7 separate regions of the Mus musculus genome follow, and all the other regions are linked to region 1. Evidence: chromatin contacts called from public HiChIP or PLAC-seq and promoter capture Hi-C data. All regions are on one chromosome and are shown on one strand. The core of a region is the stretch at or near the end of the contact, and the rest is flanking DNA. Distances in the headings are between cores, read along the strand shown. Region 1 holds the start of Psen1 (presenilin 1). Region 2 holds the start of Pnma1 (paraneoplastic antigen MA1). Region 3 holds the start of Acot6 (acyl-CoA thioesterase 6). Region 4 holds the start of Acot1 (acyl-CoA thioesterase 1). Region 5 overlaps Dnal1 (dynein, axonemal, light chain 1). Region 6 holds the start of Acot5 (acyl-CoA thioesterase 5). Region 7 holds the start of Acot4 (acyl-CoA thioesterase 4).

Region 1 (2,700 bases), core at 91-2,590:
CATATAATAAATAAATAAACCTCTAAAAAATTTTTTAAAAAAGTGTCTGTGGGAACATTTAAAACTAGTATTTGTGGTTCACGCTCATCTTTCAAGGGTACAATGGTACAGAGATCCTTCTAAAACAACACCAGGCCTTTCATTCCTATCGCTGACAATGCTCCCTGAAGCTTCCGTGTTTCTCAGCTTCTGTGACACTGCACTATTGTGGTTTCTGCATTCGTCCTCCTCAGCAGCCTCGTTGTCCTCCTTCTACCTGGCTCTTTGTTGTGTTCCCTAAGTGTCCACCCAGTTCTCTGCTCCAACATCAAACAGCAAATCTACTTAAGTGACCCATGTTTACAGTTTACAGCTCTGACCTCAGGCCATCTTCACCCGCTGTCACTTCAAAAGTACTATTTCCAAACCACTGCCTAACTTCCTTATTTCTCTCTCATTCTCCAAACTTGAACCCAGTCAATCTTATGCGTTAGTTGAACAGATCGCCTGTCCTGCTCACGTTTCTTCTACGTTTCTGTTACTGGAACTCTCATTTCTCCTAGTTATGTAAAAAGTTACCTCAATTGTCTCATGCACTCCGTCCTCCACTACCAGGCGGATGTGCCTGAGCCTCTGTTCGCGGCAGTGCCACATTTGAAAACGTGAAAGGGAAGAACTAGCAAACACTAAAGGCGCCTACAAGCGTCAGACACATGCATCGTGACAGTTCTGAAGAAAGAACAAGCGCCATACGACTCTTCGCCTGCCAACAGACACACTGAGAAGTTAGCCCCGAGTGCCACTCACTCACTTCTGGACTATGACACACTCGGGGCACCAGACGCAGAGTTTCACCAGTTGCTCAAGGCGACCCAGCCTAGGGCGCTTCCTCTATCTCTAGCTCCACTCTGATCGAGAGGCCACCCCTGATGCCAGCCATCTGCTCCCGGCCGCCCGGGGAAGCCAGCACTTCCGGGGTACCAAAGCTCGGAGAAGGCTGCTCTCAGTCTGGCCCCGGCTGGGTTCCGAGAAACCGGCTTCACCCCGTTTCCCACGCGGGGTTCCTCGATCTCCGCCCGCCTGGACCCCGCCCCTCATCCCTAGAGACGCCCGCAGCGCGGCCCTCGGAGACACAGGCCCGCCCGGACCCCCGGCAGGCAGGCGACGGTGAACACGACCGGCAGAGACACCCTCCGCCCCGCACACCCTGGGCACGCACCTTCTCTCTCCGCGCCCGGGCGGCCGGCTCGCAGCCTAGGTTTCCGCCTCAGCTGCCGCTGTTTTGTTTCCGACGAATACTCGCGGCCCACGGAGCAGGTCGTCCTAGGCCCCGCCCTAGAGGTCTCACCGGTGTCGCAACTTCCGGCCTCGGCGACGTTGGCCCCTAGACCCGGGAGGGGACGGAGCTTCCGGTGGCGCGCGCAGGCCACGAGGGCTGGGGGCTGGAGCTGGCCTAATCCACTCGCATAGATGTAAGGATGTGCGCGACCTGAGGCCTCTCTAGGGTTTGAGGCGCGTCTAGCGTTCTTCCAGTCTACAAGTGACATTTTCCCTTGTTTTTGGTTGAGACTGCGATTCGAGCGTTCCCTGCCGGTATCAAACATACCTTGTAGGAAAGGATGGGCTTGAACCTATTTATTTGGTTTCCATGTGTGGGGACACCGTGCCTTGTTTTGTAGTGACATTTTAAATCCAACACTTCCCATTTCTCCACAGTATTTATTTGAACAGTTCCTCAAAACGGATAAAATTTACTGTTTGTACTCTCAATAAACCAAAGCGATTGGTGGGTAAACAGAACCTGAGAAATATCCTATTAGTCTAGGTTCCGAGTCTGAAAGTCTTCCCAGATGGCAAGCTTCTAGAAAGCAAAGAATGTTTCCTATCTTGATTTTTACATCCCTCAGATTTTCCTTAATCGGAGAGACAATTATCAACAGCACACCACACATTTCACTTGGGCAAAAAACAACAGAGAAATTATTCATAATCCCAAATAACCAGAAAACGGCTAATGTGCTTAAGGAGCACACACGAGGAACTAGATTCTACTCCCAACAGAGACAAATACATCGGGATGGTGTTGTATCTGAAATCATAACACTCAGGAGGAGATGGGGCAGGACAGTGAGTTGAAATCGGACTGGGATTCCTAGCAAATTACAGGTCAAACTAAGATACACTGGGTCAAACTTCCTTTTTTCTACTTCCCAGAAGGCCTCGTTCTAAATAGTAGAGCATCCATCTCCATTTTCTCCCAACATTCTCAACCCTGCTTCAATAAACTCAGACTTCACTATTTTCATGCTTAAGATCTTGATACTTTAGTCTTTTCCGCCAGCGGAATGGCAACTGGGAGGAGACATAGCATAACCTTGGGTAGTTTTCCCTCAATCATTTACTTATACCCTCAATCATTTACTTATATGGGAAGAAGGCAGAAAATTGTAGACAGTACAGAACAAGCTCAATACACTTGCTAAACAAGCATAGACTAAAAGCCATTTGCAAACTACATTAATTGCGATCTTTTGGTAGAATGGCAAATGCTGTAAACTATACAGAGAAGCAATTTCGACAAACATTTTTGTGCAAAGATGTTCGTGGAGTACTGGTATATATATAAAAAAATCTCACTGTCCTACAACAAATCTTAGTTCACCTAGGTTATAAAACTCATGAATGGGGCTGGTGAGATGGCTCAGTGGTTAAGACCACTGA
Region 2 (2,700 bases), core at 114-2,613, 460 kb before region 1:
TCACCCAACCTCTTTCTTCTCATGTGCCAGATGTTAAAGACAGAGGAGGAAGAGTGCAATAGTACTCAAGCCTCAGCTGTTGAAATGTTTTTATTGGGGCTCACTGTTCTGGGTTATTATTTATTACTAGACTGGCAAAGCCTAACCCCTTAGGTTTTTACAGGAAGTATGCATATTTTTATATAAAAACAGTTGTGTCTAACCCACATTTGGCTGTGTTTGTTGCCTCAAAAAAAAAAAAATTGCAGCTGTTAGAACTTTTCCTCATTTGTCTCTTACGTTAAAGGCCTTGCTGGAGAGGATGGAGCACAGAACAGCCTTGACAGTCTGTAATTAGTGTACAAATATTTTAATAGCATAAAGTAAGTATATTCCTTTTATTTTGAAACAAAATGGTCAGACACTGCCTTTCATGTGTTTGTTGCCTGTGGCACTCTTTTTAAAAAAGACTGTTACATATTAAAATAGTGTACATATATATATATATATAAATATAAATATTACCTCTTTGTGTACAGTTGTGATAGACCAGACTGAAAATTTTATTTTTTGTGTGCTTTTTATAAAAAAAAAATTAATACACTAAAGAGAATCTTGCTGTGATTGTAATGTACCTATGTAACTTATTTACTTTTGAATGTTCTGTATCTTAAGACCTTTTATTAAATAAGGTTTTAAAAAAAATTCATTGTTGAATACCACATTCTTATAGGGGTGTTTTTGCCGTCTGGGACTGATAGGCCTTGTTTTGCTTGAAGAGAACTTACCCGCCTTTTCGGGGCCATAAACATTCTGTTTTGCTATCTTGTATACTCAGTAAGGATAAGAAGGCAATATGTTTGCAGTTTGCCTGGCTACAAAGGTAAGTAGTCACGGGGTTTTGTGTACACACACACACACACACACACACACACACACACACACACTTTAAACAAGAAAGCCAAGTCAGACACTCACAGGAACCAGTAGATGGAATTCTCTTTCCTAGTTTTGTGGGGAGGAACCAAGTAGTTGCAGAGTGGGATCAGGTGGTTCCCGGAAGTCAGAGTTAAAGACTGAATTCATAGAATGGATGAGCAATATGAGATAAGTCCGTCGTGGTAGATGCGTATCAATAAAGCCAGCTTAAATCCACGGCAAAATTAAATAAAGCATGCGTAGCAATAGCTAAGAAAGAATCAGGGAAGGCGGGGGGGGGGGTGTAAAAAGAAATGCGCCGTCATAGAATAGACTCCTCAAACCCCTTCTTGGCACCATAGCAACCGCCAGATCCTCTGGAGCCCGCGTATCTCGCGTCGTCATGGACACAGTTGTCACGGTGACACTGGGGGAGACAAGCGGACCGGTTCCGCCCTCCACTGCAGCTGCACGCCGGCCGTTGCGGGAGCGCGCGGACATAAGCGCTAGGCAGAGCTGCCTCCAGCCGAGTTTCTCCCCCATCCCGTGCTTCCTGCCGCTTGGGTTCCCGGTGCTCGGAGTGCCGCCTCTCCCCACGTAGCCAAGCCACGGCCTCGCGTGACCCTCAGCCCGCCGGCGTGCCGGGGAGAGGTGGGAGGAGCTGCCACGCCCCGCGACCGCACCCAGCCATCTCCCGCCCGGAGTCATCAGTCTTGAGCCCACCTTGCTCCCTCTCTTTAAGCGGTGACGCCAGACACAGCTGCAGCCAGTTCAGCCCTCCCTGCCCGGACCAAAGGGGGCGACATTCGAGTGATAGGCGGAGTGTCCCGTGGCTCCCGACCCTGACTTGGGACCCGGAAGGGACAAGAAGGAACTCTGGTGTCTTTTGGTAATTGTGGTTGCCTGAAGCTTGTCGCCCCCTGGCCTACCGGGGGAGGAGAGCATGTTGTATTGTCCTAGGCCCTATAGCCTCGTGAGCCAGTCCAAGCAGTGTCTGTAGAACTGGCACTTTTAATAGTTGGGTGAAATGGCTATGACACTATTGGAAGACTGGTGCAGGGGAATGGATGTGAACTCTCAGAGAGCTCTGTTGGTCTGGGGGATCCCTGTGAACTGTGATGAGACCGAAATTGAAGAGACCCTCCAAGCTGCGATGCCCCAGGTATCCTATCGAGTGCTGGGGAGAATGTTCTGGAGGGAAGAAAATGCTAAAGCAGCCTTGTTAGAGCTCACTGGGGCAGTGGATTACTCCCTGATACCCAGGGAGATGCCAGGCAAAGGAGGGCTCTGGAAAGTGGTGTTTAAACCCCCCACTTCCGACGCAGTTTTTTTGGAAAGGCTGCACCTCTTTCTAGCTAGGGAAGGGTGGACCGTGCAAGATGTTGCTCGTGTGCTTGGGTTTCAGAACCCTGCTCCAGCTCCAGGCCCGGAAATGCCAGCAGAGATGCTCAACTATATTTTGGATAATGTTATTCAACCTCTTGTTGAGTCCATATGGTATAAGAAGCTGACGTTATTCTCCGGGAAGGACATTCCCGGGCCTGGCGAGGAAACCTTTGATTCCTGGCTGGAGCACTCAAATGAAATCATAGAGGAATGGCAGGTGTCGGATATAGAAAAGAGACGGCGGTTGATGGAGAGTTTGAGAGGCCCCGCTGCTGACGTCATCCGCATCCTCAAGACCAACAACGCCGCCATAACGACCGCAGAATGCCTGAAGGCTCTTGAGCAGGTCTTTGGGAGTGTGGAGAGCTCTAGAGATGCACAGGTCAGATTTCTGAACACTTACCAGAACCCAGGAGA
Region 3 (2,700 bases), core at 47-2,546, 410 kb before region 1:
GCTCCAGTCTTCATTTTTGACAAGCACAAAACTCTGCAGATATTGCCAAATGTCCTCATGAAGGGGCAAGGATAACTCTAGGTTGAAAACCACCACCAGCATGTTTATGGTAGGGAAAGGTTTTGTAGTAAACATTTTTGTGCGCTTTAATGGTTAGGGAACATTGTCTTCATTTGTGGGTTAAAGGCTCTTTGAAAGTTTGATGTGAAAGGAGGCAAAAGTCACTCTTACTACAGGCATAAGTTATCAGTACTCCCTCCCTCGTGTGGCTGGCATTTAGTGGATTTCAAGTTGCACTCCCTCTTCAGCATATAGTTGAGGAATTCATGGTGTCTTAAAGGGAAGGAAACTTGGTAGAAAATTTACTCTTAAAGAAGATTGAGAGAATTTGGAGAGTGGGGACAAGGTTACTAAAGTTACAGTTATGTGACAGACCCTACATGGAGTCTATTCAGGACCAAAAAATAGACTAGGCTGTGAGCTTAGGAACCGGGTGGGTAGGTGGGTGGAGAGCTGCTCACCTGGGGGCAGGAAGAGCGTGGCGCGCACCCGGCCCTCGCGCACGGGCACGCGCCGCACCCCGGGAGCCATGAAGTGACGCTCGTGCACCGCCCGCGCCAGCCGCTGCCCGCCATCCGGCTCGTGTCCGTCCAGCACCTCCAGCTCCACCACGAAGGGTATCTGCACATCGCGCTTGATCAGGCGCCAGAAAGGCCGATCGGGCTCCATGGCCCAGAGCAGCCCCATGGGCTCGAGCCCCGAGAAGCTGCCGCCCAGCGCGGGCGTGCGCGCCAGGTCCAGCTCGCCGTGGGAGTCCGCGCGGTAGCGCGCGTGGGCTCGGAAGAGCATGCCCTTCTCGTCGCGCAGGACAGAGCGCAGCGTGACGGGCTGCTCGGGGGCCAGGCCGCGCACGGCGATGCTCAGCGGTTCGTCCCAGCAGCTGCGGCCCGCGGGCTCCACGCTCAGTGTCGCCGCCATTAGGAGCTGGAGGCCTCGGGGAGCGCCACGCGAGTCCGGAGCGGAGCCTGGCCTGCTGTGGAGCCGACCTGGTGCGTCTCTGGGAGTTCCCGACCCCTGGCTCCCGTGCCTCAGACAAGACAGGAACAGAAAACCGGCTGACTCTATACAGGAAAGATGTGTGAAGTCAAAGTAGCAGCGGAGCTCTGCCAGGACAGAGGATTCTGCTCACGTGGTGTTGAGGATAGGCGGTGACACTAGATGAATAAGATCGAGGCAAAGTCTGGCCCTTTGCGTGGATTCAGTAGTAGCTTTCTATAAAAACAAACAACTTTAAAATACTGTATTACTTTTATTTTAGGCCTTTTTTTTTTTCTACTTTAGGGAAATATGAAAGGCTAGATACTTTATAAAGAACAGAGATTTATGTCTTACAGTTTTGAAGTCCGGGAAGTCTACGTTGGAGGGGCCCATATTCAATCTCCTGTCATACAGTAGTGGAAAGCTAACAGCACTCAAATTGGGTGTAATGACTCAGACACAGGAGGATCATTGTGTTAGGCTGACACTCCCCGTCCCCCATCCCCCCCACCCCCCTGCAGAATAGTTGTAGCCATTCTGTTCTATGCCTGCCAGCTATTTCATATTATTGCTGTAACATGCCTGCCAGTCACTGACACAGAGAAGTGACTTGGCTCAAGGACATGTGACCACATACCCTGTTTTGTTCTGTATTTTCTGAATGAGATTTGCTACTCTTAAGAAATTACATGGGGCTGGAGAGATGGCTCAGTGGTTAAGAACTGACTGTTCTTCCAGAGGTCCTGAGTTCAATTCCCAGCAACCACATGGTGGCTCACAACCATCTCTAATGAGATTCAAGGCCCTCTTCTGGTGTGTCTGAGGATAGTGACAGTGAACTCACATACATAAAATAAATAAATAAATAAATATTTTTTTAAAAAAAAGAAATTTCAGAAAGCTTTATGTAGGACCCATTAAATCAAAGGTCAATATGAACTGTTATGTTTAAAATAACCACCAGGTAGCCCTTCCTGCGCCTATGAAATGAGGTCACTCTGGTTTTCATAACTGACACTGAAGAATGCTACTAATAAGCCCCAAAGTTGTGACTATAATACGCATGCTGTTATCTCAGTACTCTGAAATTCCCCTGTTCACCACCCATCCACCACCTACCCTACCTTACTCAGCACCAATCAGCTTAAAGGTTAGCTGATAATACTTTGTCTAGTAAACCAACTGCTCCCCTCCTTGCCCTTTGAACTTTTGAACCTGGTTTTTCCTATAAAAAGTCTACTGTGAGAGCAGACTGGACTGCAGTTAAGTTCCCAACAAGTCCCTTTTGCAGTACTGGATGCCCAGTATTAAGGTGTGCGTTCAATAAGCTACTCTTGCTTAACTGAGGTCACTGTTAGTTTGGTTTGAGTGGCAATTCCTGAACCCCAATAATTGTAATTCAAAGCAAGCCTGGGTTGCATAGCAAGATCCTGTTTTAAACAAACACACACAGATGGAACAAAGCACACAAGAAAAAAGGCCACACTCATCCTTCAAAGAGAGAACTAGAGATGACCCACCCCTGCTGTAACTCACTCCATTCACCAACATGGAGTTAAAGTTTCTACCTAGTCTTACAGGGGCAGTGGATATGGAGTTTCTATCACCCGATGCCGGGTGATAGTGGTGCATGCCTTTAATTTCAATACTCGGGAGGCAGTG
Region 4 (2,700 bases), core at 180-2,679, 320 kb before region 1:
GTTTTTGATTTTTCAAGACATGGTTTCTCTGTGTAGCCCTGGCTGTCCTGGAACTCACTCTGTAGACCAGGCTGGCCTCGAACTCAGAAATCTGCTGGCCTCTGCCTCCCAAGTACTGGGATTAAAGGCATGCGCCACCACTGCCTGGCTCTGTAGTTTAGTTTTGCATGTTGCTTTTGCACTTGTCTTTGGTTATTAAAGAGGCAAAACAATCTCCTATTGCTGGTCTACAGGAAAGGCCTCCCTCCTAGTCTATGTAAGTCTTAGAGTGCAATGGAAAGAAAAACTGCAGAAGGAAGAAACGACCCCTGTTTTGAAAAGGGGTTTTGCTTTGTTGACCAGACTGGCTTGGGGCTCCGATGTCAAGGCAGCCTTTTGCTTTGGTGTCCCAACCTTCTGCACAGTTCAAAATGGATTAACATTTAAAAAAATATTTAAAGATGGCTATTGATTTGGAGATAGGATTTTTTGTTTGTTTGTTTGATTTTTAGTTAGTCCTGTTTGTCCCAGAACACACTCTGTAGCTGGCTTGGTACTCAGAGATCCCAGTAACTCTGCCTCCCCAGTACTGGGATCAAAGGTTGTCCACCAACCACACCGGGTGTATAACTGCTACTTTTCATTTTATTGTTACAAGGGTCTTGTCCCTTTCCTTAAAACTTACTAGTGGCATTAGTCTTGTAACTTAGCAGCGGAATTGAAGGACCAGCTTCAGGCAAACAGCATCACCATAACAGGCTCCTTCCAGTCCAATCCTGTCTCCTTCCCACCGAGTCCTAGATCTTTTGGAGCTACCCTTTTCTTCACTTCTGAGTTCGAGGCCAGCCTGGTCTAGAGTGAGTTCCAGGGCAGCCAGGGCTATACAGAGAAACCCTGTCTCAAAAAAAAACAAAAAACAAAAAACAAAAAAACAAAAAAACCCACAAGGGAACTTTGAGCAAAGGGAATGTGGAGGGCTGCTCACCTGGGGGCAGGAAGAGCGTGGCGCGCACCCGGCCCTCTCGTACGGGCACGCGCCGCACCCCCGGAGCCAAGAAGTGACGCTCGTGCACCGCATGTGCAAGCCGCTGCCCGCCGTCGGGCTCGTGTCCGTCCAGCACCTCCAGCTCCACCACGAAGGGCGTCTGCACGTCGCGCTTGACCAATCGCCAAAAAGGCCGATCGGGCTCCATGGCCCAGAGCAGCCCCATGGGCTCGAGCCCCGAGAAGCTGCCGCCCAGCGCGGGCGTGCGCGCCAGGTCCAGCTCGCCGTGGGAGTCCGCGCGGTAGCGCGCGTGGGCTCGGAAGAGCGCGCCCTTCTCGTCGCGCAGGACAGAGCGCAGCGTGACGGGCTGCTCCGGGGCCAGGCCGCGCACGGCGATGCTCAGCGGTTCGTCCCAGCAGCTGCGGCCCGAGGGCTCAAGGTTCAGCGTCGCCTCCATCTCGAGCTGGACTGGAAGAGGAGGGTGGCCTGGGCTCCTGGAGTAGTTAGTAGTTGCGGGCGGGACCACTCGCTGCAGTCCCATTGGTTGGCCTCAGACAGACACCTCCTAAGAGTTGTGAGACTTCTTTGTGCAAATCCTGGTTTCGCAATTGAAAGGAAGAATGTTTGCTAAGAACAAAGAACCTGCTGGAGAGTCCACAAAGTGTCTAAATCAAAGCACAATGACAGCCAAAGCTGAAAAGAATAGAAGCTACAGTTCCTCGTTGAAATTCAGAGGGTTCCCAAGAGACACACTTGGCCTGGTTCCTTCTTAGCCGGCAGTCTTTGACCAAGAATTTCCCTCGAATTCTTGGTCTCTATCTCTCTTTCCAGGATGGCTTAGTGTTTACGGAATCTAAAGAACTGGGTGCAGTTTGTGCTTCTGGGATATTGACGACTTTTACAAAAGCACACAATTTTCTGGTGTTTCCCTTATCTGAAAGGCCTGCTGGGGCTATTAAAAAAGAAAAGGATGTACTGCTGGTAGTCTGGTCTTCACTTGAGGGAGGAGTGTCCGGTCCTCTCCAGTCCCCCACCCCCCCCCCCCACACACACCCCATCGCTTAACCCCCTAGCTCACACATCTAACTGCTGTCCTAGTCAGTTTGGATTTCTAACACCGGGGGTCTGTAGATCTGAGTTCTAACCAGAAGTAAGTGGTCCACGCAAACTGGGCGACAGGAGTCCCTTCACAAAGGGACTACATGATTGTTTGTTTGTTCGTTTGTTCTTTCTTGGGTTTTTCTTTTACAGAGGTGCGGGAAGATTGTGAACAAAAAGAAACACCAACAGTATTTGTTGCAGAACTGTGTCCTCCGACCTAAAGGGAAGAGGGCTTCCAGACAGGAACTGCAGCTTTGTGAACCAGAGACAAGTGTAGAATGCAGGCGTTAGGTTGACTGAATACCCTTGATTTCACTCTTCATTGGTGGTGGTGTCTTGCCAGTCAGTGCCTCTTCTTGGCTGAACCCAGCTCTGCAGGTTCAGGTTTTAGTGACCTTTCTCCCCATTCCTGCGAATGAAGCAACTGCTGCAGGTATTTGGAGTACCTGTTTCTAAAAGAACCTTGTGGGGAAACCCCCACTCAGCTCCCGATTCGGCGTGCACCCAAGAATCACGAATAGAACACAACACCTTGATGTAACAACACGAGGTATTTTAATGGCGGAGCTTCGGGTCGAAACATATCTCACACAGGAGACAGTGGATTCGACCACGAGGCTTGGAAGCTAGGGGTT
Region 5 (2,700 bases), core at 67-2,566, 440 kb before region 1:
ACTTGGCATAGTTGGTGTTCTACCTGGAAAGTTTCTACCATCTAAAAACATTATTTTTCTTTTTAAAAAAGGGCATGCTTTTTATGAAGAAATACATAACCTACCAGTCCATTTAGGTTCTTTATGTTGTTTCTTCCTAAGGACAAAATCCTCAAGTTTTCTGTTGTGGAAAGAAAGCATTTTGGTTATGAAAAATATACACACAACTACCATGACTCTAGTAGAACAACATGTTATAAGGAACTTTATAAAATAAATCTCTCTACACAGCGAGTTAAAGACGCTCTATTACAAAATGGGCAGGAGAGCTGGCAGGGTTTAGGCGACGTGTGCTGCCAAGCTTGAAGACCTGAGTTCATTTCTCAGAACCCACGTTGGAAGAGTGTAAAGTGAGTTTGAAGGCTAATTGACTGCCCCTTTAAAAGGTTTCAGGCACTGAGGTGCGAAGTTCTGAGCTACTTTACCACTATGCTGGTCTAGCCTGCTTCCCAGCTATGTGCCCGTTATTTGCATTTTAGTTCTCCCTGGCTGCTCCTGATTCGCCTGTCCTCTCACAGTGACAGGCTCATGAGTGACAAGCTCATGGTGAATCCCCCACTCTCACCGCAGCCCCACTCTCTCTCCTCTCCTACCCAGCAAACAGACTCATCAGCCACTCACTAACCAATCAGAAGATGATGGAGAACAAGGTTTTACAAAATATGGAGTCAGGAAATGCTTCATAATAATGACAATAACAAAATCTGGACTGCACCTGGATCCCTAGGACAGATAGCAGCATCTGAATACACAGGGCACAAAACTGTTTTTTTATTTTTGTTTTTTTGGCTTGGTTGGTTGGTTGGTTGGTTTTTCAAGACAGGGTTTCTCTATGTAGCCCTGGCTGTCCTGGAACTCACTCTGTAGACCAGACTGTCCTTGAACTCAGAAATCAGCCTGCCTCTGCCTCCCAAATGCTGGGATTAAAGACGTGTGCCACCACTGCCTGGCCACAAAATCATTTCTTAACAGAAGAGACTCTGATCTGAGGACTTTAATCACAAAGACATCAAGACAAAGGAAACACCTGAAATAGTGGAGCCAGCAGAATGGAAATAAGAGCACCGTGAGAGACACAGGCCTAGTAATAGTTAACACTGCCATCCAACTCCAAATACTCAACAACGGCACTAAGGCATCGGGTGCAGAGTGGATTGGGATAGAAACTATGGTTAGGATATGAGATGTTCCCTTGCTAAAGGCTTGGTTACAAATGCAACCGTGTGCAGAGGCAGAACTTTGCGGAACTGACTGAGTCACAATCAACAGATCAATTGCTTGTGGCATTAGTGGGAGATGGTAAGAAACAGGAAGTGGGGACAAGGGGGAAGCAGCAGGCCAATGTGGGTATAGGCTGAGAAGACATGTCTTGTCTGTGACCCCTTCCTCTCTCTTTTGGGAAGCACAACCGATTTTCCTGACACGCCATGCTGCCATGGTGTCCACCTTGTCTCAGTCTAGCCGAGTTTGACTGAAACTCTGGAGCCATGAGCTGAAGCGAAGCCTTCCCTAGGGGTTCTCCTGAGCATCCACCACGGATGGGGTATGGAGTCTGTCTGCCTAGCATGAAGATCCCGCTGAGACGCCACAAGGCACAGCGCAGTTTCCCAACTAGGACCACTGCGAGTCTTTATTGAGGGGCTTTTTGTTTTGTTTTTAGTTCTGGAGATTGAACCCAGGGCCTTCTATATGTCAGGCAAGCATTCTACACTTAAGTTCATTGGCAGCCTCCCTCCAATTTTGAGACAGGATGACCCAGAATGCGTTATGTAGCCTTGGCTGGTCTTGAACTCTCAGGGATCATTCTGCCTGAGCCTCCCATATACTGAGGCTGTACAGGTTGTAGGCATGAGCCACTATGCCTAGCTTCAGTCGTTCCTCTTTAAACAAAGGTTTATTCTTGAGACATGGTCCTTCGAGGTGCTCATGCTGGCCTCAAACTCAAAACGCCTTCCTCAGCCTCCCAAGTAGCTCAGTTGGGTATGCACACTACCATACCCAGCTTTAGACTTCATTTTATATGCACCATATAAAACTCCATAATTTACATATCTTTACATTAACTGCATTAGTAGGCAAATGTTAAAACCCAAGGTAAATTATAAATACTCTAAAGTAAAGATTGTAACGTGGAGCTCTGGGAGGTCCTAGAGAGGCTGTGGCATTTGATGGGACACTGACCCTGACCTTAATTTCTCACGGATTTTTCCTGTGAGACAGCAAGGCTGTACTCAGTGCGGAGCACTGGATAAGCAAACATACAAAAGTCATAAAGAATGTACGGCCAGGCATGGCAGCACACACTTTCAATCCCAGCACCCAGAAAGGAGAGGCAGGTGGGTCTCTATGAGTTTGAGGCTAACTAGGTCTACATAGTGAGTTCCAGGACAGCCAGGGCTACACAGTGAGACCATGTTCCAAACAAAAACAAATGAATCAAAGAAAACCAACAACCAAGCCATCAAAGAAATGGTCCAGCCCCGTTTGAGGACAAGGCAGTGTGAGCTTTTAGCTGATTCAGATAGGAACGTTAGACACTAAGTGTCTATTAGGCAAGAGGACTGATGAAAGGTCTCTGCTGTGGAGAATGGTGCCTTCAGAATGAGAACTCTGGCATCTGTGGGACAGCTAACTGAAGGACAGAAAGAGACAGGATCAATT
Region 6 (2,700 bases), core at 139-2,638, 380 kb before region 1:
ATCAAGAAGTCCTCACCAATCTGAAAATCATGGATATCTCTTAGAAGGCCCTTTCCCACTGGTGGAATTTTCCGTGTTACCACATAAATATGTAGCTATCCTATTTTAAGGCCGTTTGCCAGAGAACCATCTACCTCCCTTCCATCTTCTGCAGCAACATTGGAGCCATGGAAACTTGCAGCACTAAGCGTTAACTGATGTTTAGGAAACAGAGCGTCCTTGTATCCTAGGATGATCTTCAAACTGCTTTTCATCAGCCTTTCAACAGTCAAAGGGTCACGAATGTCACTGGCCAAATTCCCTACAACAGCTCTTTGTGAGTCCCTCTCAAAACTGTGGACTTGGCCCTGGGAAAAAGTTACCTAGGAATCAGCTAAGAAACAAAACTCCCTGGCACTCTGCAGCCACACTTTCAGATTCTGGACTCTCTGAGTGGCAGTAAAGTCCTGCAAGTTAGAAAGTTCCCCGGTGCTTGGGCTGGCTCACGTTGCCTGAACAACACATGCCAAATGTGAACCTGTGCACAGCCACCCATGGGTCTTAGCACAGTTCAGGTTTCTAGTTCTCTGGGCTTGGGGGAGCGCTGATGCTCTACTTTCCTAAGCAAAGTCAGATGCTGCTCCTGCGGTGATCTCCCGTTCAGGACAAGACTCACCTAGCCACAAACCCAAGTCCTAAATGCTTTTCCAGGGAGCCCCTTGAAAAGTATGGGAGACAGGAAAGAAGGGGACCTTGCGCTGCACCCCTGAAGCATCCCAGGCTACAAGCACAGGAGGGAAGGCTGCTCACCTGGGGGCAGAAAGAGCGTGGCGCGCACCCGGCCCTCGCGCACGGGCACGCGCCGCACCCCGGGAGCCATGAAGTGACGCTCGTGCACCGCCCGCGCCAGCAGCCGCCCGCCGTCGGGCTCGTGTCCGTCCAGCACCTCCAGCTCCACCACGAAGGGCGTCTGCACGTCGCGCTTGATCAGGCGCCAGAAAGGCCGATCGGGCTCCATGGCCCAGAGCAGCCCCATGGGCTCGAGCCCCGAGAAGCTGCCGCCCAGCGCGGGCGTGCGCGCCAGGTCCAGCTCGCCGTGGGAGTCCGCGCGGTAGCGCGCGTGGGCTCGGAAGAGCGCGCCCTTCTCGTCGCGCAGGGCAGTGCGCAGTGTGACGGGCTGCTCCGGGGCCAAGCCGCGCACAGCGATGCTCAGCGGTTCGTCCCAGCAGCTGTGGCCCGTGGGCTCCAGGCTTACTGTTGGCACCATCCTGACAAAGTGAAAAATCAGGATACTGTCGGGTGAATAGTGTCTCTCGACTTCTGGAGGCTGTGACCATGAACCCTTATCCTACTTGTCTGCGTTGGCAATCGAGGTGCGAAACTCTCCAAAATTTAAGGGATGCAGTGACCTTTATGCCGAGGAGCTAAGCAATAGTAGTAATTACGTTTTCCTAGGTGATGTTGAAATACAGGGACAAGGACTGAGTTGCAAGGATCACTGTCCCCGACCAATAGTTTTACTCTGATCTTGTAACCCTGAGAAACTTGGCTTTGAGCATTTCTTTCTTGGGTTGTCACTTACTCATGCAATCTGGAAAGGAAGCGAGATCCGGAATGCATGAGGAGTCAGGTCACCCAGGTGAAATCATGACTCAAGCGGAGCTAGAGCTCAGGAAGGCAATAACCTGAGTCTCCAAGGGCAGTGACCTGATCTGGAAAAAAAAAAATTATAGGGACAATTTTATGGACCAATCAGTGGAAAAGGAAGGTTATTAGGATATGGGGGAAGTGAACCTATTTAGAAATTGTTCTTTGGAGCAATTCCCATCTGTGTTGTAATTAGTCAGCCCTTCGGTTTACAGATTTCAGCAGAGGCAGCTCAATCCACTCATAGATAGTTCCCAGATAGACCGAGCAGTCCAGTTCAGTAGTGTTGGGATAGCAAACAGGAGTCAGCAGCAGTGGCACAACCTAGCAGAGACAGCCAGGTCTCCTCCAAATCTACAGGAGTCAGCGGGAGGGATCAGGACCAGCATGGATGCCAGGAAAAGTTCTCTACTTGCCTCTCTTAATGAAGCGAAGATTAACAAAGAAGCCTTGCAGAGCTAGCTATGCAAGCTCGACCCTTGTCACTGCCCATTGGGTCCTTTTAATACTCCCTTCAAACATCACGTGTCCTCCAGGGGCCTTGCCTCAGCACGTGAGTCTGGCATCACTCTGCCAATCAGCCCTAGTCGAGGAAGCAGCAAGGAGCTGCCATAACCCCTCCAGAAGGTTTTTGGTGTGTTTCTCTCTCTGGAGTCATGGCAAATGGAGCTCAGCTACACGATATAAGACGAACCAACACATGCATGTCATTAGCAAAGAATCCTTCATCACGTGTCCTTTCATGTGCTTGCTTAAGCAGAAAGTCCTTTCTCCTGTGTCAGTGAAATATCCCTTCATGTGTTTGCCCTAGCAAAACACCATCTGACACAACTGACTTTCCAAAGAACCCATAAATTTCCACTTCAGGTAATACCTGATGTGTCTCACAGAGACTTTACAGTACACCAGCAGGTGATTCATGGGGTCCTTGAGTGACTGACCTGAGTCACCTTTAGTTAACTGGCAGATAGGTCTCCTGGTTGCTGCCTTGTAGAGAGAGACTCTTGTACTGTATGGAGAAATGGCCCATCAATAAACATGCTGTTGGCCTATTAGCTTAGGCAGGAAATAGGG
Region 7 (2,700 bases), core at 161-2,660, 350 kb before region 1:
TTAGTTAAGATTAATAGTTGTTACATTGGTAACAGATGGTTAGCCTTAAAATTGATAACTCAAGTTTAAAGTCCTTCCAACACGTGGCATAAGGCAGGCCAAGAGGCTGGGTCTCTAAAGATACTTCTAGTTGAGATAATAATTAATGTGATTCTTATCCTAGAAAGTAGAATTAAAGATAAAATTTTAAGTAATGTCTCTTTAATAAAACATTAAAGCTTGCATGTATTCATAGGTATTAATTGGCAGCCAAACTTTGTAATATGATGGTAATGCTTCTAATATTAATTCTATAAGTAATAAATTGTTTTAAAATTGGGTTTTACTTTTCCAAAGTTAATGGCAGAACGCTTGTGAGTGCTCTTAACCACTAAGCCCCCATAAGGTTAAATTCAAAAACAATAAGAACAAAGCCAATTTATGCTAATCTGGATGTACTATGGCTTTAACCCTTGAGGTTGTGTGTGTGTGTGTATGTGTGTGTGTGTGTTTGTATGTACTGACTAGGGGTGGGGGTGGAGTGGGGAGAAGGGGCTGCGTGTGTCAAGGACAATGTGGCAGTTTCCTCTGTCTCATTTTTCCTAACCTCGTATTGCAACAAAGTTCAGTTGTGTTTTTCATCAGCTGGATAACACTATCTTTTGGGGATAGACAGAGATTAAATGAGATAATGCAAGCAAAGGGCACTTGCTAATGTATGAAAATCCCCCAACCTGTTTGAGTGACCACTGAAATGGCCAATAGCACCTTCCTAGGAAACCCTAACCCCACCCCTAGACTCAGCCCTTGGCGCGCTCCCACCTCTCAACCACCCAACTCACCTGGGGGCAGGAAGAGCGTGGCGCGCACCCGGCCCTCGCGCACGGGCACGCGCCGCACCCCGGGAGCCATGAAGTGACGCTCGTGCACCGTCCGCGCCAGCCGCCGCCCGCCATCGGGCTCGTGTCCGTCCAGCACCTCCAGCTCCACCAAGAAGGGCGTCTGCACGTCGCGCTTGATCAGGCGCCAGAAAGGCCGATCGGGCTCCATGGCCCAGAGCAGCCCCATGGGCTCGAGCCCCGAGAAGCTGCCGCCCAGCGCGGGCACGCGCGCCAGGTCCAGCTCGCCGTGGGAGTCCGCGCGGTAGCGCGCGTGGGCTCGGAAGAGCGCGCCCTTCTCGTCGCGCAGGACAGAGCGCAGCGTGACGGGCTGCTCGGGGGCCAGGCCGCGCACGGCGATGCTCAGCGGCTCGTCCCAGCAGCTGCGGCCCGTGGGCTCCACGCTCAGTGTCGCTGCCATTAGGAGCTGGAGGCCTCGGGGAGCGCCACGCGAGTCCGGAGCGGAGCCTGGCCTGCTGTGGAGCCGACCTAGTGCGTCTCTAGGACCCAGACAAGAGAGGAACCATGATCTGTCAGCAATTTGGGCACAGACCGGCCAAAGGTCATGCTTCGGGGCTGAGCCAGGTTATAGGATTCTGCTTCTCGCCACTCCCACGTGGTGTTGTGAAAGTGATTGGTGATGACACACCAAGTGAATGAATCAAGGCAAAGTACGATCCTTCCGTGGATTCAGCAGCTTTATAAAAATACAAAACGGAACCAAGAGCAAGAACTTTGTAATAAATTACAACTTTATACCACTTTAGTCTTAAGATACTCAGCTTACAAAAACTTCCCTGGATGCTACAGCTCCCAGCACAGAAACTAGAATGCACAGTTAAATTGAGAAAGGCAACTGTGTTAAGTTAGGGTTCTCTAAATATGAACATAGCGAACAGGATGGAGACATGCGCAGACAGAGACACGAAGACGTCCCTTCTCCCGTGTCCTTTTGTGTGGCCCAGATTTAGGGCCAAATGATCTGGATTTAGGGCCAAATGATCTGGACTTAGGGTGAGTCTCCCACCTCAAAATAATCCAACCAAGAAAAATCCTTCACAGGCAATCCCAGCTGCTTGGGGTTTAGTTGACTCCAGATGTGGTTAAATTGACAGCCAAGATTAATTAGTGGGCAACATCCTCTCCTGGCCCCAAAGCCCAGATTCAATGAGATGCAAATGGCTCTCTGGTACAGGATGAAGAGGCCACAGAGGTGGTTGCTCGACCCCGTTTTACTAGGGGTGCTATTAAGGGCGGCTTGAACGTTCTAGGGGCCGAGCAGGTGTCAAGGGTGCCATAGAAAGTTCTCTGAGAAGTTGGCTTCATCCAAGGTCCAGTGTTGTCCAATGGGCTGATAAAATGGTGCAGGGAGTGGCTCAGCAGGTAAGAGCACTGACTGCTCTTCTGAAAGTCCTGAGTTCAAATCCCAGCAACCACATGGTGGCTCGCAACCATCCGTAATGAGAACCGATGCCCTCTTCTGCTGCGTTTGAAGACAGCTACAGTGTACTTACGTATAATAATAAATAAATCTTTCGTTCAGAGTGAGCAGGGACTGAGTGAGTATAGTTGTCCAGAGCGAGCAGAGGTCTTTAAATTCAATTCCCAACAACCACATGAAGGCTCACAACCATCTGTACAGCTACAGTGTACTCACATACATAAAATAAATCTTTTTTAGAAATGGTGCAGCCTAAGATGCAGATATATGAGTGCTTGTGGAGCCATCTGGCTGGGGTTTAGGATGCTGTTGGCATGCCACTAGATACACATAAGGCAGGCGTTCAAACTGAACCTTCCAGAAGGAAGAGTGCAAAGGTGAGGAAGGCCCTGACTGCCAACT

What was found. Promoter capture Hi-C pulls out the DNA fragments that hold promoters and counts their contacts. HiChIP or PLAC-seq counts read pairs in DNA pulled down with a chosen protein or histone mark. Capture Hi-C pulls out chosen DNA fragments and counts their contacts.
Region 2: a contact with region 1 is called in a promoter capture Hi-C map of 3T3-L1-derived adipocytes, with 5 times the contacts expected there. The contact joins the promoter of Pnma1 here to the promoter of Psen1 in region 1. A contact is called at or near these places in 19 of 39 promoter capture datasets (the 3T3-L1 cell line, 3T3-L1-derived adipocytes, the C10 cell line and 11 more), 3 of 115 datasets of contacts at active chromatin or transcription factors (the SCID.adh cell line, bone marrow-derived macrophages and pro-B cells) and 2 of 9 other capture datasets (liver and pancreatic islet).
Region 3: an H3K4me3 HiChIP or PLAC-seq map of pro-B cells shows a contact between it and region 1, with 2.4 times the contacts expected there. The contact joins the promoter of Acot6 here to the promoter of Psen1 in region 1. A contact is called at or near these places in 1 of 39 promoter capture datasets (liver) and 4 of 115 datasets of contacts at active chromatin or transcription factors (astrocytes, bone marrow-derived macrophages, large pre-B cells and 1 more).
Region 4: a promoter capture Hi-C map of liver shows a contact between it and region 1, with 2.4 times the contacts expected there. The contact joins the promoter of Acot1 here to the promoter of Psen1 in region 1. A contact is called at or near these places in 3 of 39 promoter capture datasets (liver, maxillary cranial neural crest and neural stem cells), 1 of 115 datasets of contacts at active chromatin or transcription factors (bone marrow-derived macrophages) and 1 of 9 other capture datasets (liver).
Region 5: an H3K4me3 HiChIP or PLAC-seq map of bone marrow-derived macrophages shows a contact between it and region 1, with 4 times the contacts expected there. The contact joins the enhancer-like site here to the promoter of Psen1 in region 1. A contact is called at or near these places in 16 of 39 promoter capture datasets (the 3T3-L1 cell line, the C10 cell line, the HPC-7 cell line and 10 more), 6 of 115 datasets of contacts at active chromatin or transcription factors (the SCID.adh cell line, astrocytes, bone marrow-derived macrophages and 2 more) and 1 of 9 other capture datasets (embryonic stem cells).
Region 6: a promoter capture Hi-C map of liver shows a contact between it and region 1, with 4 times the contacts expected there. The contact joins the promoter of Acot5 here to the promoter of Psen1 in region 1. A contact is called at or near these places in 21 of 39 promoter capture datasets (the 3T3-L1 cell line, 3T3-L1-derived adipocytes, the C10 cell line and 11 more), 6 of 484 Hi-C or Micro-C datasets (all in embryonic stem cells), 6 of 115 datasets of contacts at active chromatin or transcription factors (the SCID.adh cell line, astrocytes, bone marrow-derived macrophages and 3 more) and 4 of 9 other capture datasets (adipose tissue, embryonic stem cells, liver and 1 more).
Region 7: a contact with region 1 is called in a promoter capture Hi-C map of second pharyngeal arch cranial neural crest. The contact joins the promoter of Acot4 here to the promoter of Psen1 in region 1. A contact is called at or near these places in 10 of 39 promoter capture datasets (the 3T3-L1 cell line, 3T3-L1-derived adipocytes, the HPC-7 cell line and 7 more), 3 of 115 datasets of contacts at active chromatin or transcription factors (embryonic forebrain, embryonic midbrain and large pre-B cells) and 2 of 9 other capture datasets (adipose tissue and liver).

The regions. Positions count from the first base shown.
Region 1 is chr12:83,686,792-83,689,491 of GRCm38.p6, reverse strand. It overlaps Psen1 (presenilin 1), which reads right to left and starts at 1,340. Exons shown (of 12, transcript NM_001362271.1): 1 at 1,199-1,340.
Region 2 is chr12:84,147,152-84,149,851 of GRCm38.p6, reverse strand. It overlaps Pnma1 (paraneoplastic antigen MA1), which reads left to right and starts at 1,363. Exons shown (of 1, transcript NM_027438.3): 1 at 1,363-2,700. The coding sequence starts at 1,925. Mideas (mitotic deacetylase associated SANT domain protein) reads left to right here. Exons shown (of 13, transcript NM_001163501.1): 13 at 1-684.
Region 3 is chr12:84,099,250-84,101,949 of GRCm38.p6, reverse strand. Acot6 (acyl-CoA thioesterase 6) reads right to left here and starts at 1,296. Exons shown (of 3, transcript NM_172580.1): 1 at 522-1,296. The coding sequence starts at 978.
Region 4 is chr12:84,008,231-84,010,930 of GRCm38.p6, reverse strand. Acot1 (acyl-CoA thioesterase 1) reads right to left here and starts at 1,429. Exons shown (of 3, transcript NM_012006.2): 1 at 965-1,429. The coding sequence starts at 1,421.
Region 5 is chr12:84,128,792-84,131,491 of GRCm38.p6, reverse strand. Dnal1 (dynein, axonemal, light chain 1) reads right to left here. Exons shown (of 8, transcript NM_028821.3): 5 at 105-160. Among named protein-coding and RNA genes, the nearest start is that of Dnal1, 16 kb to the right of the region's middle. Within about 2 kb of position 1,316, at least 22 of the 459 cell types and tissues checked have an H3K27ac peak or open chromatin away from gene starts, as enhancers often do. A contact at or near this core is called in the HPC-7 cell line and bone marrow-derived macrophages, where this site is marked.
Region 6 is chr12:84,068,013-84,070,712 of GRCm38.p6, reverse strand. Acot5 (acyl-CoA thioesterase 5) reads right to left here and starts at 1,388. Exons shown (of 3, transcript NM_145444.3): 1 at 790-1,388. The coding sequence starts at 1,246.
Region 7 is chr12:84,037,089-84,039,788 of GRCm38.p6, reverse strand. It overlaps Acot4 (acyl-CoA thioesterase 4), which reads right to left and starts at 1,410. Exons shown (of 3, transcript NM_134247.3): 1 at 822-1,410. The coding sequence starts at 1,278. All of the region lies in intron 1 of Gm40474 (a long non-coding RNA gene), which reads left to right.